Regions from separate parts of the Sus scrofa genome. Here region 2 is linked to region 1. The links are chromatin contacts, called in public HiChIP or PLAC-seq maps. All regions are on one chromosome and are shown on one strand. The core of a region is the stretch at or near the end of the contact, and the rest is flanking DNA. Distances in the headings are between cores, read along the strand shown.

What was found. HiChIP or PLAC-seq counts read pairs in DNA pulled down with a chosen protein or histone mark.
Region 2: an H3K27ac HiChIP or PLAC-seq map of alveolar macrophages shows a contact between it and region 1. The contact joins the enhancer-like site here to the promoter of ZMIZ1 in region 1. A contact is called at or near these places in 1 of 5 promoter capture datasets (liver), 9 of 47 Hi-C or Micro-C datasets (embryonic fibroblasts, heart right ventricle, liver and 2 more) and 2 of 2 datasets of contacts at active chromatin or transcription factors (alveolar macrophages and skeletal muscle).

Annotation. Positions count from the first base shown.
Region 1 is chr14:81,407,658-81,410,357 of Sscrofa11.1, forward strand. ZMIZ1 (zinc finger MIZ domain-containing protein 1) reads left to right here and starts at 1,410. Exons shown (of 26, transcript XM_013983374.2): 1 at 1,410-2,700.
Region 2 is chr14:81,447,169-81,449,868 of Sscrofa11.1, forward strand. The region is part of intron 1 of ZMIZ1 (zinc finger MIZ domain-containing protein 1); the gene reads left to right. Among named protein-coding and RNA genes, the nearest start is that of ZMIZ1, 39 kb to the left of the region's middle. Within about 2 kb of position 1,418, at least 23 of the 83 cell types and tissues checked have an H3K27ac peak or open chromatin away from gene starts, as enhancers often do. A contact at or near this core is called in alveolar macrophages, embryonic fibroblasts, liver and 1 more, where this site is marked.

The DNA.
Region 1 (2,700 bases), core at 160-2,659:
GGCCGACGGCAGTGCTTCGCTGCGATCCCTTCGGCGGCCGGGGGCCAAGGCCCAGGCGCCCCGCTAGTGTCGGGCTGCGCGGAGCCGGCTTAGTCTGCGCATGGGGGCCGGGGCTCTTGGGGTGTACGGGGCGTGAGTGCAGTTGTGCGCGCGCGGACCTGGTGCCCGCCTCCTGCCGGCGCGCCTACAGCCGTGGTTCCGTACACCCGGGGGCCGGGCAGGACCGGGATTCGGGAAGGAAGGAAGGGAGGGAGGGAAGGACGGGAGTAGGATCACCTCGGTCTCCCTCGTCTCCTTTGGGAAGACGCGAAGTTGAATGCCTGTGTGTAGGAGAACCGCCAGGGAAGGCGCCGGATTTCAGGGCGGCAAGGGATGATGGTGTTAAGTTGTGCATCTGAATTTCTAGGGAAAACACACACTTTTGTAAATGGGAGTGGGGGCGCGGTTAAGTTGTTTGTGTGCGAATTGCCGGGCGAGACGCGGCGCTCCGTACTATAGGGGAACGCCAAGGGGTGTGTGTAGGGGCTTCATGTAGGTCTCAGAAGCCCAAGGGGCACCAAGGCCGAAGCCTGGCTGGGGCTGCCCCGGCCAGGAGGGGAGCCCAGGGAGAAGATGTGCGTGTGTGTGTGTGTGCGTGCGCGCGCGTTGCAAATACGAAAGTAATTTCCCCGTGTTCTTTCTTCCTCTCCGTCTCCGCCGGCGGCGGCCCCGGGGGAGTGGGAGGCCGGCCGGGGCGGAGGTTGGGGGGCCGTGCCGGGGCTGGAGCTGGGGTGGTGGGCGGGCTCTGGAAGCTTGTTTCGCATTCCTGTCGTCTGGGCTGGGGAGAAAACAGTGGGGAGCGTGGCCTCGGCGTCTGGGGTGCGGGCAGCGGGTGCGCGTCGCCCCCTCGCTAGGGACATCTGTCCAGGAAGCCAGCCGGGCGAGGAGAGGGCGCGGTGCGGAGGGCAGGCTCCCCGCCCCGGAGCAGCAGGGGCGCGGGCGAGGGGCGGCCGCCTTCCCGGCCATTGTGCGCCAGCAGATTTTCACGGGAGACTGCCTCGGAGCCGCCGGAGAAGGCTGGGAGCCGGCCTCAGCCCCGGGTTTAAAAGACACTCCAGGAATGTAAACAACCCGAGCGGGAGGGTGGCGGGCGGGTGCGCGCTTGGGCAGCCGGCCCGGGCCCCCCACCCCTCCCCGGGGGACAGCCCCGTGGCAGGGCCGCCCAGCCCTAGCCCTCTACCTGCCGCAAACTTTTTCCTCCCTTGCCTTCTCTTCCCACCTCGCTCCTCTAGTGGGGCACAGAGCGAGGGCCTCTCCCTGGGCGGGGGCCGAGGGCGCCTGGCAGCCGGCGCCTGAGCCTGGAGGCCTGGCGGTCCGGCCCCGGCTTGGTGTCCGGAGTCCCGACTGCGCCTGCCTGGGAGCCACAAGCTTCCTGGGCAGGCAGCGCCGGAGTACCTGGGTCTCCAAGAGGCTGCCCGCCTGCCTCCCTCCCGCCTCCCTCCCGCTGCTCCTTCCCCCCGCTCTTCCCCGTCTCCTCCCCCCTGACTGATTTTCCAATGCCCTGACATGAGGGAGGAAGATTTAACTTGGCAGCCCAAACAAATGTTCTCTCAGAGGTCCTCCAAGAAGCTGGCGGCTGGGCTGGCAGAGTGAGGGCACTGCTCGGCCAGCCTTTTCTTCCTCTCAGCTCTGCCATGGCCATTTGTGAGCCCCCTGGGTGGACAGCCCAGGGCATGGGAGAGCAGGGCCCAACCTCACAGATTTAAGAGGGCAGGGGGAAGCTGCCTCTGAAAGCCCCTGGCTTGGCGCTTGGCAGGAGCTGCCTGGAGCTGCTTCCTGGTGCCAAGGGTTTTCTGGAGGATTTTCTTGAGCAACAGTTTGTCTCCCTGGTGCAACTCGGGCAACAGAGCCTGGTAGACCAGAGGGATAACCGGTGCTGTCTCCTCCTCTCTTGTGGGTATGAGGACAGGCTGGTTACACAGGGCAGGGCAGGAGGCCAGAGGCTGTTCCCAGAGGTACCTGGGTTTGCTTATTATTGTTTCTTGAAGGTAGAGATAAAGAGGCAGGCACTGTAGCTGGAGAATGGGCAGCTTGGTGGGTGTTGGTGGGTGATGAATTCTGACTGGTCTTCGCTGGCATTTGTGTTATGGTCCTGGGAGTTTGAAAGTTGCTTTTAGGCTCTCCGGGAAGTTTAAAAGGGGAGCAAGCCCTTAATTTTCTCTCTCCTTGCTGCTTTTCGAGGGGATCCAGAGTAGGGGGGAATTCCTGGCTTCCCACTTGCCTGCTGCCTGGCCCTCGTGCTGCGGTTGGTGAATGCCCCAAGCCTTGTGCTGACCTCTGTCTTCAGGTTGAAGATGTTGAAGCACCAGCATCAAACAAAAGACACATTGAAAGCCGAATCTGCCACAGAGCACGTGTGACTTTGAGGCCAAGGGAATGCGTTTGGAGGGAGATGGTGTTTTCTTCTGAGTTTTATGTTTTCGGTTGGATTTTGTTTTTCCCAAAAGGCCAGAAGCATCTCCTTGTCCCAAGTCATGAGGTTATGCAATGCTGTTTTCACACATAAATCTCAAAACTTTAGACTTCTGAGTTGGTGGCAGTGACGGGGTGGGGGAAGGAGTGGTAGGGAGTTTTCAAGAGTTTTAAATGGTTTTTGGATTGGTGTTTTGAGGCATTCAGGGTATGGCTCACGAAGAAGAGTTGTGAATAAGAAATTGCTGC
Region 2 (2,700 bases), core at 168-2,667, 40 kb after region 1:
GGACCCAGATAGGCAGGGCAGAGAAGAGGCAGGCCAGGCTGGAGCCAGCCCTCAAAGGACAAAGGGACTTAGCTTGCTAAAGGGACAGCATTCCAGAAGGACAGAAGTGTGTGGCAAAGGTTTGGAGTCTTTCCTGGGGAAAGACATGCCCTCTCCCATAAGACATCTGGGCTGCTCTGGTCCAGATGGCCTCGGCTCTCAGTGACCAGTGGCTGTGGGGTGAAGCAGATGGCCAGTGGGGGGAGGGGGCGGGGCCACCCTCAGGCCTGAGCCAAAGAGAGGCCAAGTGGCCCACACAGGCCAGAGCCTGAGACCTTGGCACCAGCCACACGGAGCTCTCAACTGGAGAGTTAATGATTCATTTGTGGCCAATTTCTGCTGGCCTTTGCCTGGAAATTCCCAAGCCAGCCCCTTCTCTCGGCTCTGGGAGCTCCACGAGTACATTCTCATTTACACTTGGCCGAGGACTTCTCACCCACTCTCCAGGGAATGGTTTTTAAAATGACAGCAGTAGCAATGCAGGTTAGCCCTTAGGAGGAATTGCTTCTGGCCTGCAGGCTGGAGGCTGGGATGGCTGTTTGACTGCAATAAAGTTGGAGGCCCCTGTCTGACCCCCCCGGGCAAGTGCAAGTGGAAGGAACCCTCTTTGTGTCCATGGTGCCCTCCACTTAGTTCAGAGCACATGTGAACAGTATCCAGTCTGGGGTAAATGTAAAAAGTGTCGCAACAGTTACAAAGGGGGAAATAGAGCTTGACCCAGAGCAGGACTTGGTTGCACAGAGAGAGAGCAGTACCATACGCCAAGTCCCTGGGGCATGAAAGTACAGAGAAAGTTGAGTGATTGTGCTATGGCTGGAGTGCAGAGCCTGTGAGAGACTCCTGGAAGTTTGTACACAGCACACAGGTGAAGGGTTTTGTAGACTTGGGAGTTTGACAGTGGGAGGTGCTCACAGTGGGGAGTCAGGGCTGCTACCCAAGCAGGACAGGTGTGTTTGATTTGGGTTTGGGGGTCATTGGCTCATTCATGTCTGGATTCTGCTGGTCAGCAAACCTTCCTCGACAGCCCACTCTGTGCCAGCTCAGGCCCAGGCCCTCCACCTGTGTGGAGGTGGACTAGAGGGAGGAGATCTCACATAGAAATCCAGGTAGGGGCAACAGGAGCCCAGCAGAGCCGCGTGCCTTTGGCAGGAGTATGGGTTTGTGCAGAGGCCGGGGCCTGACTGATGACTTTTTCAGACTCTCCCAGCCCTGTTAGCCCAAGTCTTCGGGTCAGTGTGGCGGAGGTGTTGAGGTAGTCTTGAGGAACTGCATGTTCCTGGCAGACTGTGGACAGACAGCCTGGAGGTTACCCCTGTCGGTAAGATCACGTGGTCTTATCAAGTCCAAGTGTGTATGTCGCTCTGCACCTGAGCACAGAGGCCAAGGTTGATGACAGTTCTCAGGGCCCCCAGTCCTGGCTGGCTGCACATATAACCCGCCATCTCTCGCAGCCTCCTGCAGATTTAAGAATATTGTCCCCAAACCAGCCAAAAAAATAGAGCAGCCTGATCCTCCAGGTTGAGAATTCCCAGGCTTGGGGAGGGGGCTGCCTTTATGTCTTTTCGACTTTGCAAATTTAATTTCTTCTGATTATTTCTTGACAGTCCCAGGCGTTGGTGGTAAACAACCGCTCTCCCCAGAATGTTTCCCTGTGACAGCAGCTTTCTCTGGAGAGAGTGCTATCAACACTTGGCAGGGCCTCCTCCCAGCTCCCGGCTCCCGGCTCCCGGCTCCCAGCTCGGGCTCCTGAGAAAGGAGAGCTTCTGAAAGGTGTTCAAGAATGTGATGCTCTCCTGGTGTGCCGGGGGTGCAGGTTGAGGGTGGGCATGGGCTAGCCTCTTTGTTCCTCCCCGTGGCCAGCTGCCCAGCCTGGCCTGAGAGCCTTAAATGGCCCCTGGCTGTGGATGGTCCCCAAGTGGAGAGATGGGGTGGTATCGGGTGTCCGCTGGCTCCCGCAGCCCTGGTGCCCTGGTGCTTGGCACAGCTCAGCGACAGGAGGGAGCCCATCTCCTGAGGACAGCTCTGCCAGGCCTGTCTGTGCCCGGGAGACCAGCAGTGTCCCGCCCTGCAGCTTCTGTGGTCTGCGTCACGCGCTGGCTTAGGTGTCCTGAGTCAGAGCCAGGAAATGGATCTGCCAAGCGGGGGTGGAGATGCCACTGCCCCGGGCAGCTGGGGTGAACCCCAATCTGCCTGTCCATGCTGAGGGGGACCTGTCCTCGCGTATCCCTCCCCTGGCCTTTTGACCAGTGCATGGAGGAGAGGCTGAGATGACAGCAGGCTCCCTGCTCCAAAAACTGTTCCCCAGCCCCTGACCCCACAAGGCCAGTAACTACAGGGCCGTTGACAGGATGCAGCATTCAGATCGGGCACAACGAAGCTGCTGGGCCTCTGCCAGGGCTGTACCGATTTTCTGGAATGCCCTTCCTGGACTTCTGCTCTGGGAAGAATTTACCCAAGAGTGACTTCTTTGGCAAAGCCTTTCCTGGCAGCTCCTCCTCCAGCCGAAGCTGTCCCCTTTTCCTCTGAGCCACCCTCTGACAACCTCCTTTTCGGCTCCTATCACAGTGTCGTGTAATCACGTTTTCCTGCAAAGGGCTCGAACATTTGCCTGCCTGAGTGCTTTGAGACTTATTTATCAGTGCACCTCGCCTACCTGGTGTA